Linked DNA regions of Zea mays: region 2 is linked to region 1. A link is a contact called in public Hi-C data. All regions are on one chromosome and are shown on one strand. The core of a region is the stretch at or near the end of the contact, and the rest is flanking DNA. Distances in the headings are between cores, read along the strand shown. Region 1 holds the start of LOC100282317. Region 2 holds the start of lox1 (linoleate 9S-lipoxygenase1).

What was found. Hi-C and Micro-C count contacts between places; a contact is called where the count stands out from the background.
Region 2: a Hi-C map of ear shows a contact between it and region 1, with 3 times the contacts expected there. The contact joins the promoter of lox1 here to the promoter of LOC100282317 in region 1. A contact is called at or near these places in 10 of 25 Hi-C or Micro-C datasets (bundle sheath, ear, leaf and 3 more).

What each region holds. Positions count from the first base shown.
Region 1 is chr3:173,087,112-173,094,058 of Zm-B73-REFERENCE-NAM-5.0, reverse strand. It overlaps LOC100282317, which reads left to right and starts at 2,862. Exons shown (of 4, transcript NM_001351129.1): 1 at 2,862-3,227; 2 at 4,186-4,244; 3 at 4,601-4,782; 4 at 5,328-5,601. The coding sequence starts at 3,053. The coding sequence ends at 5,403.
Region 2 is chr3:173,438,947-173,445,428 of Zm-B73-REFERENCE-NAM-5.0, reverse strand. It overlaps lox1 (linoleate 9S-lipoxygenase1), which reads right to left and starts at 4,619. Exons shown (of 7, transcript NM_001111533.2): 1 at 4,371-4,619; 2 at 3,759-4,051; 3 at 3,419-3,656; 4 at 2,970-3,308; 5 at 2,780-2,865; 6 at 2,016-2,698; 7 at 967-1,933. The coding sequence starts at 4,581. The coding sequence ends at 1,162.

The DNA.
Region 1 (6,947 bases), core at 1,613-4,112:
GCGAGCCGCCTGGTTCATGGGCCGTCTTTGGGAGGCCTCCGGGTTCTCTTTTGGGTACCCTGTTCCCAGTTACCCAACACTGACTATGGTTGTTCTTTTTTCCTTCTGTTCGCGCTCGCGCAGTTCGACTACCTCATCCCGTCAAGAGGGATGGACACGTGCAGTGTGCTGCGTGGGTGCCATGGACAACAACAACGTGCACAGGGCAGGCATGATGATGAATGGGTTGCCCATCAGCGTGTGCGCACCGGAGACGTTCGACAGATGCGACGGCCACATCCATAGGTGTTTGATGAGCAAGATGCCCGGGTGCATCCGGCACTCGCCTAACCAGGGGACTCGCCGTTGACCAGGTATGACACATACGCGTGTGACGTGTGTGCCATGTCGTGCACGAGCCATCATCCGGTGCAGGCTCAAGTGGGACGTGACCGCTGTCATCGAGTACAAGGGCCTGCTTGCAGCAAGTCGTCGACTACTGTGTCAGAGGCACGATGCATAATATTCGAAGACAATTGTTATCAATAATTAGCCAATATAAACTTTTACAAATTAGCATATCCCTATATCATTGTTTTCGATGGGAGGATGGCATATCAGTATTGGCACATCGCACATCGTGTATCCATAGGAAGACTCGTAATTGATCAATAAAGTTTTGTTGACCAAATGTGTAGCTATTAGACAACATCTGGGTTTGATATATGAATATGTATGGTGTTTAGTTGCTTCTACTACTTTCTTCTAATTGATGAATAAAAAAATGAATTGGTCTTTCCTCCTGTCGGGAGAGCACATCTCATAAAGCGATCCATGTTTAATCACAACTAATACTTTTATACGTGTTGTTTATCTACCGTCGCAACACATGGACAACTAACTAATTAGTGTACGAATTACGGAGGATGGAGCAGGTGAGAGAGACCACGTGCAACGCCCGCAAAGTTTAACCGGACAGAGAGGTTTACGACGAGGATGAGCTGCCTTTATTTTCGTGATAAAGGGAGTACTTAGCAATTAGCACCAACAGTTCCCACCCGTGCTTGGAATGGAACACGCCGTGATGGGGCCAAGCACTATGCCTTTCCGCGCGCAGGAACTTGTCCTCTGGGACCTCTGGTGGGTGTGGCCGTGTGGGCGACGCTGACGGGACGAGAGCACGGGTTAGGACTTCCGCCGTTCAAAGTTCCAACCCGAGGCCGAGTTGGGGCATAGTACAGTAGTCAGCTGTCCACGGACAGGATTCTTCCTGGTCTCCAACGCCCCACTTCAGCAGCCACCAGCTAGATCAACAGCGATGGCTTCGACTTTTTTCTTTTAATCCTCTTCCGCGAGCCAAAGCCAGCTTCTGCCTGCTAGGATAGGGTGTAGGGAAGGAGCACCCGTGTATTGACTTGCTTCCTCGTATTCCAGCCTGCCTGCCTGACGGCCGGCTTTGTCTCGTCACCTTTTTGACGCCCGATCGAGTCACGCTGTTTTCAGGCCTGATCTGCCCCGACGACGCAAGGAGGAAAATTTTTAAAACAAGTAGCCGCTGATGAAGTTGAGAACTTTAGAATTTGTTTTTCCGTCAGAGATGGCAAATCTGACCTGTCCCGCACCGACCGACGCGTGAAAACCGCGAGCTCTCATTCTCTCATCAATCATCATCGATCATGAGACGAGATGCAATCACCGGACACCGACGGCGATATTAATCTATGGTTAGCCGACCCGACGTGATTAAACAAAGCTAGTAGTACAGTGGTGCCAAGGACGGTGTTCAAAACCAGTGGGCTTCCAGCTCTCAAGTCTGAACCCACGCACCTGCACCTGCATCTGCATGGATTACAGCCAGCGGACAGCGTGTGCATCGCAGGAGCAGGAGCAGGAGCCTCTTCGCTGCATCACATGGCAACACGGCGTGCGTGCCCAAGAAGAAGGGCCGAGCCATGTGGACGGTGGTCGGAACATGCCGTGCTCCCAGTTCTGCCTGTGCTTTGTTGCCGCGAGCTGATCAGTGCGACTGACTAGGGATGGCAGTGGGTAAGGTACCCGGTGGACATACGAAGCCATACTCATACCCACTAGAAAAAAATTGACCTATACCTATACCCACTACCTATCGTGGGTACAAAATTACGCCATACACATACCCACCATGGGTAGCGGGTACCCGTCGGGTACTCATACCCATTAACATTACGATAGACATGATTATTTGAATCACAAAAATAAGTACCAGCATAACAAATGTATCGAACCCAACCTAATTTTATCATAGGTTCAACAATATTCAACATTAAATGGCAATATCATGCCTTCAAATCACATAAAACATAGCATTGATTCTATAAAATTGTGGACAAAATCATGCCTTCAAATCTAATTGTTCAATACACAATACTTAATATTTGAATATATTAGCGGGTTCCCCATCGGACAGCGAGTATGGGGCAACAGAGAACATACCTACGCCCACCGTACCCGATGGGCATAACAAATGACCTAATAAAATACTTATGGATATCAAAATCTGTCATATCCATGCTCTAATAGGGTTTTTACCCATCGGGTTTCGGGTACCCATTGCCATCCCTATGACTGACGGACGAGTGGTGATGTTGGCTGGATTTTCGTGATCGATGAGTTCATGATGGCATGGTGTGCTATTGGCGACGAACAATAAACGCACTCAATTTTCTCAGATTTTCACTACACAGATCGTGATGGTCCAGGGCTCCAGGCTTCAGTCAGATTCAGAGTTCAGAATTCAGAATCTATAGAGATACTCTACTAGTCAGTTCCGAGCGGCCGCACTGGACCTGAACAGCGAGCAATGGAAAATTGGGCCGAACCATATCGAGGCCCGACCGTATCTGCATCTTGCATACAGAGAAGGCCCATCTACGCCGCGGACCGCAGGCCGCTTGTTCACGGCTCGAAAGACCAGGGGAAGCCGGAAACCGCACGGCCGGCCTGCCTCTAGTCGTCGTCGTCGTCGTCGTGGTGGTGCTTGCGGCAGCTCCGGAGTCCAGGCAGCACGCTAGTCGGGGGGCGCGGGGGAGGAGATATGGATCGGTCGTATCTCCCCGTGGCGGCGGCGGCCGTCGCCCTGGTCCTCGTGTGCTGCTCCGGCCTCTGCCGCGGCGAGCGGCTCGGGGCGAGGGAGTGCGAGGACCTGGGGTTCACCGGCCTCGCTCTCTGCTCCGACTGCAACGCGCTCTCCGAGTTCGTCAAGGACCAAGGTACGCCCGGATCGTCCCTCCGGCGCGCGACACCACGCACTCGGTGCGCTGCTGCTGAGTGCTGATTGGATTTCCGATCTCAACCGGGAACACGTAGCCGTAGGAGCAGGGAGGGGTCGTTCGGATCCGAAATTCCGAATATGTCAGCTTTCTCATCTCGGATGTGGAATCTGCGAGGAGCGGTTTGACGTTCGCTGCGTATCTTGCAGGCAGGCTTAGAAATCGGATCACTTTAAATGCCAAACCTTCTTATTGAGGGTGGTTACTGTTGAGAGCGATTTTTAGACGACATACCAACCACGACCTAGTTGACGAATCGTATTAAATCACGAGAGAACTTTAGGATTAGCTCACTGAGCATTGATGGATTTCAGATTTCCCCACGATTCTTTTTTTTTGCAGTCCTGATGAGAGGTTCGTTTTTTTTTTCTTTTAATAAAACTTGAAACGGGCAGCGAAATGGATTTCTGGGATTAGTGGAGGCTTTATGAACCTATGTTGATTGGACTAAAAAACTTTAGGTTTTGCTCTTAGCTCAGAAATTGTAGATCAGGTGGTGCTGGTTATGCATTGTCCTCACTATTTGGGTTAGCCCCCTAGTAGCACTCTATACTCTATAGAACTCTGAACTCGTGTTATCCAGATGATGCGAGGCCTTAATCTGCCTTCTATAAAAGCCGAGCAATATTAGTCTTGAAGACAGAGTCAAAGAGCTGAAGCTACCTGCATCAGAATGGACTGGAAACAACCTTATTGTCACCAACTGAACACTTTAATTTGGAGGAATATATTTTGCCAGCTCTGTTTGTTGCTTCTTGCAATATCTTTTGTTCCAGTTGCTACATGACTCCATTAGTCACAGCAAAGAAACTAGGGGTGGACTCATTTCCACATCTGCTATTTATGCGTTATGCCATATGATTGTTTCAAATCTAAACAACACTTTGGTTCTGTGCAGAGCTGGTGGAGGATTGCCATAAATGTTGCACCGAGGATTCAGATGATTCTATCAGCAAGGTATTAACTATGAATCTCCATGAATTGGCATAAGGAAGACTATATCTTTTACCTGCTGTGCCTTTCTTTGTTTTAGGATTTACAGTTCAAGTTTTTATGTTGGTTTATGTCGATACTGAATAGTTATTGGATCTTATAGGGATGACCATACATGTATCATTTTCAAAATGAGTATCGATCTTTATTGGGCTGAAATAATGACATATGTTCAAGGCATTACTTGAATGTTAGAGGCCCTGAATAGCGCCAGTAAATAAGACTTAAACAGTGCTCTTTTTTTGGATGAGCATGGGTCTTAGAAGGTTCTTTAGTTCTACTGGATATAACATCTGACTGTTTGCTGTTGCCTGTTTCAGCTCACATTTTCTGGTGCAATTATTGAGGTGTGCATGAGGAAACTGGTATTTTATCCAGAAGTTGTTGGCTTCCTCGAAGAAGATAAAGACGACTTCCCATATGTGGAAACCCGTTATTCTTATGGTTCGCCACCAAAGCTCATAATGCTTGACAACAAGGGTGAACAGAAGGAGACCATAAGGCAAGTCCTACTTAATTCTAGAGTAAACCTCCAACTATCTGATTTACATTCTTACACTTGTATTACTGCAAATAGTATAAGAACTGCCTGGCTGAATCTTTTTCATATCCTGTCTTAGTTCATTACATACACTTATATATGTTGTCTGCTTCCAATCATCCTTGCTCGTGCAGTAATGTCATGTAGTTCATGTAATACTCTGATGACTGACACGATAGGTAAAGAAATGATTGATTTGTTTGTGCGTGCATGCTTCAAAACATAGTTTTATTGATAGAAACAATGCTTAAGTGTACTTCTACTGGAATGATTCATAAAGTTGCAGTAGTATAGTCAATAAACTAGGTAATTTGCTGAAGTGGCCTGAATTTAACCTTGGCGCATCATTCATCTTTAAGGGACAGGTTTAACTATTGTACTGAATAAATTGCCACCTTTCTATATGCGCGCCAATTGCCTAACGTAGCTAATGTCTGGTAGAAACAGTGTTCTCAATTGTTCATTGGACCATTTACTGAAAATCTGAAACGGGCTGAAATTGGCAGGATTGATAACTGGAAGCGAGAGCACATTCGGCAGTTTCTCAAGGAGAAAGTGAAGCCAGTGAAATTAGACAGCTGAGTTCTTGCGATAAGTGCCTGAATATTTCCAGTTTGACGTTCCAATAGAACCTACGTAACCTGTACCTTGCTACCAAAATCGTAGCTGATGTATGAGATTGGCGTTCTCATATTTACACCTCAAAATGATCGTACGAGAAGCCTGTGTGTGCGGCATACTTTGTAACCTGTTTGTTACTCTTACAGTCAGGTAGTAAGTATCTGGCACTATGATCCGTGAAGAGTAGTTGATGTGCGAGTTGTTTCCTGGCTAATTTCTGGAGTTGTTTTGAGTTAGTCTCTTTTTATGTGACCGAATTTATAAAAAAAGTAGCATGAATACTTCTGAAACCAAATATATTTTATGTACATCTAACTATACTAATTTGGTGTCATAAATCTTACAAAAATAAAAAAGAATAATGCAAACCATCTGTAACTGCTAAGTGTGGAACTTACATTCAGGTGATTGCAATGTCATAAATCTGAACGGGTGGAGACAAGCAAAATAAAAAGAGTTCGCCTCCACTCCGGCCGCTAGAGGATGCACGTCAGCTGCAAGCCTGCAACCTGCTTGTCGGTGCCGACGGCAACCTTGCTGCCGGAATCCGTCGCGGCCGCCTGCGATAGATACACCTGACTTGCTTCCTTTTTAAAATTTAATTAACAAATATTACATAGAAGTATATCTCTTCTACCTAACTTCCAGTTGCATTGGGGGTTGGTTGCGACTAGGGGTGTAATGGAATCGCGTACGAAGGATTTACCTTTTTCATATTTTCTCTTAAGAATTAGATTGAATACAGATATTATTAAGTTGTGTCAGATACAAATTAAATGTATATAGTTATCTTAAAAATCCAACTTTGAAAATACGAATACGGATAAAAATCGGATACGGATTGAAGGATATCTAGACTCGAATATGAATCGAATTTCGGGCATCTTAGACGAATCGAATTCAAATACGAACAGATATTATTCGTACCATTTACACCCATAGCTGCGAACTTCGTGGTTTGCTTCTAACACATTAGTGATGCAGATTGTTAGTTGACATTGTAGAGTGTGAGGAACTTATAACCATTATTGCATAAATGGCAAACATGTCGTTTTCAGAGGTCAATTTGCAGATTCAGCGAGACTTTTGTTTATTAGCATATCTGAAAATTTTCTCTGTTGTGCTGGACATCTGATCTATGAAGTTACTAATATAGTAATATCCGACTTCTACAACTGATACATCTCTACATCTAGAAAAACAAGAACGGCTATAAACGCGCATCCGAATTGACAACAAAAGGAAAATATGCGAACGAGAAAGGCGCCAGCGCGAGGAAGATGGTTAGGGTCTGTTTGGTTGGACTGTGGTTGTGAAAAAAGTTGTTGTGAGCTGTGGAAAAAGCTGTTGTAGGCTGTAAGCTGTTAAAAAACTAAAAACCGTTTGGTGGAAACCACTAAAAGTCATTAAAAATTCTTTGATATATGTTTTCACAGTTCCATCCGAAAAGCCACTAAAAGCAGGTACAGGGGTGCTTTCAGATTTGCACTACGAGAAAGTCGGTT
Region 2 (6,482 bases), core at 3,370-5,869, 350 kb before region 1:
GGCGTGATCGAGTCCCTCGAATGGACCGATCCTTGACTTAGTCGCACTCATCAGGCCTTTGCAGCTTTGTGCTGATGGGGGTTACCAGCTGAGAATTAGGAGTCTTGAGGGTACCCCTAATTATGGTCCCCGACAATAACGCTATATAATTGCTCATGTTATCTCTTACATTTCATATGCTTCTCCTTTTATTAACATATACTGCGATGATGAAAGTATGTCCTTCATGACCTTCGTCTGAAGATCATTATATCCTAAGGGAAACAATGTTTCGAAGGACGAAAGGTATTAACATTTAATATTTTTGTGTTGCCTTGTTCTTAACTTATAGCACTTGAAAACAAGTCACCAACAATATTTATACTTAATAATTAATCACTACGGGTTTTCCGTGGGGATCGAGGACGAGAAACAAATTCCCTCTTAAACATTTCGGGTCGGAGCGAGGAATGGATTTCGGAGATCCGGATGGGGACGTAGATGGGGAGCACTCTCTCGGCCCCGCCCCATTGCCATCTCTAGCCATGAATAGTCATTTCTTCGCAAGAAAGATAAAAATGCTGATCTTGGTAGAGAGGAACACGGACCCTAGTAACTTGTTCAAGCTAAGATTGATAGGAGGAAGTTCGCATATTTACCTGGTGGGCCTTTACAGCCCATATGATTAGGCCCGCGAATTTATCTGTTGCTTCACACATCGTACTGTTAACTATCGAGAGACTACCCGCATAACGTAGAGACTTCATAGTTATCATCGTCAAGACGCAACTTTGGTGACGTTGATAGCGGTGAGGATGGCACGGTAAGGATGGCGATTTCTAATTGATGATGAGTGATGATTCACGATTGAGGTCAAGCAATCCGGTGTGTTGGTTATAATGATGACAAACTGTTGAGGTTGTTTAATTTATTGTCTGCATTTAGCGATATTTAAAGTGATGTATTATATAGTGTCAGAGATAGATGGAACACAAAGTAACTTCATTATTGAGGAACTGAATAGAGCCTTATTACAACAGTCCTCACGTAGCGACTTCTGTAAGGAGTACTTGGCTATTTGCACAATACCGCGCAAGTGAGAACCACACTTCACGGAACGGAACGGGGAAACGCAAACAACTAGTGCGACGACCGTACGTCCTCAGCTCAGACAGACAGAACTCAAATGGAGATGCTGTTTGGAATGCCCTTGGCGGTGATGCCGGCGGCGTCGCCCTTCGTGTCGGAGGTGTTGGGGTAGAGCAGCGTGTAGGGGAACTCGGCCGGGCCGTTGCGGTTCTTGAGGCGAGGGTCCGCGTTCATGGTGACGACGCGTTTCTCGATCTCGGTCAGCCGCGCGCCGAACCGCTTGAACGCCTCCTGCGCCTTGGCGTCCGACGTCCACTCCTTGGTGTCGCGCTGGCCGAGGTACACCTCGTCGGAGGAGTGGCTGGACAGGATCTCCAGCAGCGAGATGCCGACGAGGGCCTGGAACTGGCTGGTGATGGTGCGCACGAACACCTTCTCCGGCTTGCGCTCCAGCTCCGCGTACTCGTCGCTGCCCGGCGCCGGCATCGGCTTCCGGCTGACGGACGGGCGGTTCGGGAGGTACCCGGCGTACGGGTACTGCCCGAAGTTGACGGCCGCGTGGAGCGCCGACGCGATCCAGATGATGGTGGTGCAGGCCTTGACCAGCTCGGCCACCGTCTGCATCTTGGGCCACCAGGGCGCGTCCTTGAGGTCGGCGTGCCCGACCTCGCGCGCCTCCTTCCACCACGCCTGCAGCTCCACGTCCGCCCGCAGCACGCCGTCGTTGGGGTAGTAGACGGCGAGGTACTCCGTCACCCACTGCTCGATGGCGTGCCAGATGGCCAGCCCGTCCGACGCGTACGGGTAGTCCTCCACCAGCAGCCGTACCTTGTACGGGCTCGACGGGTCTGCGACCGCCATGCCTCTGCAGATATCGCACATTATTAGTGATTGCAATCCAATGTAAATATTGGGTATTGGCGTCAGCGTCACTGCGCAATGCTAACCTCTTGATTAGGTCGTCAGGGAGAGCCTGCTCTGTGAAGTTCCAGTCCTTGTAGATGACGGAGGACATCTCGAACGCGTACTGGCGCGGGAAGACGGTGGTCTCGAAGATGCCGCCGGCGTTGACGAGCATCTGGCGCGCGTTGGAGTTGATGTTCATGGTGTCACGGTAGTGCGGCAGGAGGAGCTTGTGCACGGGGTGCGTCACGCTGAGCTGCCGGTTGGTGGCGATCACGAACGGCTCCATCACGGCGTGGGTGTTGAGCCAGTGGCTGATGAGCTGGTGCCAGCAGTAGTCGTTCACGTTGGCGTAGGCCTTGGCCAGGTGCCACACCCACGCCTCCGCGCCGGTGGTCGACTTGGGCGTGTACACGGTGCTCTTGGCGGTGGTCAGGCCGTCCCGGAGCTCGGGCAGGCTCAGCTCGATGGCCACCGGCACCAGCGTGCCGTCGCCGCGCAGGAACAGCACGGTCCTGGTGGCGTAGATGAAGTTGCCCTCCAGGCTGTTCACCCTGACCAGGAACGGCATGAAGTTGTCGTGGTGGTCCAGGATGTAGAGCCGGTTGCCGTGCAGCGCCTGCTGCACCGTCAGGCCCTCGAGCTTGTTCTCGAGGTCCGCCTCCCTGATGGTGCTGGTGTGGTCGCCGTACTTGCTCGGGTCAAGACTGCTCCTCGGAGGGAACTCCTGAAAACACGGGCAGAATTAAACTCGAGGAACTTCAGTGCACAGCTGAGCTGAGGTTGAGAACTGATCGTGTTCCCTCACCGTGAGACGCTTGACGAGCATGGGGTTCACGCCGGCGAGAATCTCCCGTCCAAACTCCTCATCTGTCATCCAACCTGTCTTGTCCTCTGCATAGCCACAACAGAACAGTCGAGACGGCATCGGTAACCAGACTCCGAGGAGTTAAAGACAAATTCCGGATTTGCACGAAGAGACGAGACGATCGACCGACCTTTGATGATCTGCGGCATGGGGAGCTTGAGGAGGTAGTCGCCGCCGACCGGGAGGACATCCTTGACGAGCTCGAGTGGGAACTGCTTCCGCAGGTCCTCGAGGGCTGGTATTTTGGGCAGCTGGATCCCGCCCTCGTACAGCTTCATGATGTCCTTGAAGGAGTCGAACTCGCCGGGCGACAGGTCGACGTAGGTGCGGATTGCCGGGATGACGGCGTTCACCAGCGCCTTGATGGCGTAGCCGTAGAAGTCCGACTTCTTGATGTGGCCGAAGCGCTCGTCGCGCGGCACGTAGACGTCGCCGTCGACCAGCGTGAGCCTGCTCTCGCTGTTGGGGTCTGTATGTCGGTCGTACCAACGTTGGTTGGTTAGGACAGGGGGGAAACGAAAGCAGAGAGGGAGGGGGTGGCACGGGGACGCATGGATCGGCCGGGGACGACGCACGTACCGCTCTTGGTGGGCTTCCGCCCGGTGCGGCAGCGGCGCGGGTAGGGGAGCTCCTTGGTGCCGCCGAGGACGGGGCGCGGGTTCCCGCTGTCAGGCAGGCCCAGGTCGTTGTAGACGTCGTAGCGGTAGACGCGGTCGTGCTCCTGGTACGGGCCCTGCTGGTCGTCGCCCCTCAGGTTCCGGAGCTCGTCGTCGCGGTAGGGCTTCAGCGCCGCCGGCATCTGGCTGGGGAGGTACGTCTGTGTACGTAGAGAAGGAGATTGCGCGTGTTCATGCCAGCTGATGACCCTGCTCCTAGGTTGGTTTGCCAATGGACAACGGACGGGCTACTAACGACTCACGTCGTTGGAGAAGAAGACGCGGTTGTAGCGGTACTTGGACTGCGGGTAGATCCATGAGTTGGCGACGAAGACGATGGTGCCGTGGCCGGGGACGTCGTTGAGGGTGATGGTCTTGAGGAAGAACTCGGAGGCGTGGTTGTTCTTGACGATGATGGCGCCCGGGATGCCCTGCTTCTCCACCTCCCAGTCGAAGGTGACGCGGAACTGGTTCTCGCTGGACAGAAGCGGCGGCGGGTTCAGCAGCCACTGCTCCAGGCTCGCCTCCGCGCCCAACTTCCCGCGGTTGCCGTTGTCTGCACGGTGCACGCGCGCGCCGGTCAGCGTCGCCGTCAGACGACCAACGTGTGAAATGCACTACTGCTATGCTAAAAAAACACGGTCCGTTCTTTGTCTGGATCCGGTTTACTGTGCTAGTAGATTTAAAGTGGATTCATCTGCCGTCGTTTTCCTCATTGTTCGTCTCAAGCATCCATCCGTAGATAATTTAATTTTGTCGCTTTCTGTTTTTTTTTCTTTTCTTGAAAACGACATTTTTTCCCTCTTCATTACTGATGCATGTAAGAGAGCTGAGAAGGCAAGGAGGAGGCAGGAAGGGAGGGGTGCTCTGCTCACTAGGGTCGACGACGGTGGAGCTGATAAGCTGGCAGGTGACGCCGCGGCCGAGGAACTCGCCGATGCCGTCGAGGAGGGAGCCGGCGATGCTGGTGACGTCCAAGCCGAGCACGGTCTTGCGCACGAGCACCACGTTGCCCTTGAGGTGCGCATTCTTGTTGCTGCCCGTCAGGTCGCCGATGATGGGGATCTTTCCGATGTTCCCGAACATCTTCGGTTCCACTACTAGGTCTTTGGAGTGGCCTTGTGGGGTATTTGCTGTGTGAGTGTGAGTCGGTGATGGCTGATCGAGCGAGCAGGCCAGCTATTTATAGAGCGGGAGACACAGCTGGTGGCCCATGAAGATATGTTTATATATATCTCACGTCGAGCATCTTTCTTAGAACCAAAACCACGTGTATCACGTCACCATGTTTCAACTACTATACTCCCTTGATAAGCATATGTTCACCAGACAAAATTTGAGTTATTGTAAAGTCTGACCAACAGTTAGCAAAATTATCCAAGCTTTGGACTTATAACTTGTATCAAGACAACTGTGTTTGGGATGCTCTCTCAATGCTGATGCTGCTGCTATTTTTGCAAATCCAAGTCAGCAGGAGCTCACACGTCTGAGGAGGTTCCTTCATATCTTTGGGTGTTGCTCGGGGCTGAGGGTCAACCTGAACAAAATTGAGATCTTTCCAATTCGCTGCTCAGAGAATACGGTAGCTAAAATCCAGCAAAGCTTCCCTGTTAAGATTGCAAAGTTTCTATACCTAGGCCTTCTGTTGCACATCGATGTCCAACCCCTAATCGACAGAATTGGAAGTCGCCTTCAAGGATGGAAGGGGAAGCTCCTATCATCGGCAGGCCGCGAAACTTTGATAAAGACAGTTCTTTCGGCGCAACCTATTTATCACCTCACTATTTTCCCTATTCAAAAATGGTTTATCAAAAAAATTGATCGATATCAAAGAAGTTTCTTATGTAAAGGTATGTAACCAGAAAACGTTTATGGTGGCCATTATTGCTTGGTCAATTGGCCAACAGTCTGTTCACCAAAAGACTTAGGGGGACTGGGCATCCTAGACCTAGAGCGATTCGCTAGGGCTCTGAGACTAAGATGGTATTGGTTTAAATGGAAGCAAACCGAGAGACCCTGGGAAAACTTGGAGATCCCTTGCAACAAAAGTGATAGAGATTTATTCCACGCTTCCACGATTGTTACTACTGGTATTGGCAACAAAACCCTCTTTTCACTACAGGAATCCAGTTAATTCCCGTCGGCTAAAAACCGACGGGAATAACCTATAAACCGACGGGAATAACTAATTCCCGTCGGTAACTGGCTAACTTCCGTCGGCATCAAACCGATGGCCATCAGGTGTCGAGGATAAACTTATTCCCGTCGTTAGCTGACGGGAATAAGTAATTCCCGTCGGCCAAGGACTAGCCGACGGGATAAGCCTTAACTCCCGTCGACCTAGTCCAACCGACGGGAATTGGCCTTAACTTTTGCTGGCCACGTGGGCTGACGGGGATAAGCCTTAATTCTCGTCGGCCTGGTCCAACCGATGGGAATTAACTAGGCCAACGGGGATTAATTTTTAATCCTCGTCGATTTTACCATAGCCGACGGGAATTAACTGCGCCAACGGGGATTAACCTATAATGCTGCAAAAGCACCAAATCAGGTCACTATTTCTCCACAATTGCACACAAAACATATATATCAGCACACAGAACATACACATTACAAACACATGCATTGATAAAATTCACACGTCACAAACTTAAGATCAAGTGTTTACACAAACATTTCAAATACGAGTTAAGATCAAGTGTTTACACAAACATAACGTCAACGAGTTAAGAAACATAGTGTGCACGAGTTCAAGTGTTTAGAGATAACCACCACTTGGGTGGTTAGAGCTTTGACCGTTTCCGCCACCAGGAGGAGGGAACGCGAAGAGGGAGTCAACAAATCCAGTCCCTGCGGGATCAGACCCACTACCACCGCTTCAGGCGTAACCTATGCAAGTTAGCAAATATCAACATTTTTAATACAAATATCAAAAAGTATACAAGTGTATAAATTAATCGAGAGTTATCAAACGTACCCTATCTCCA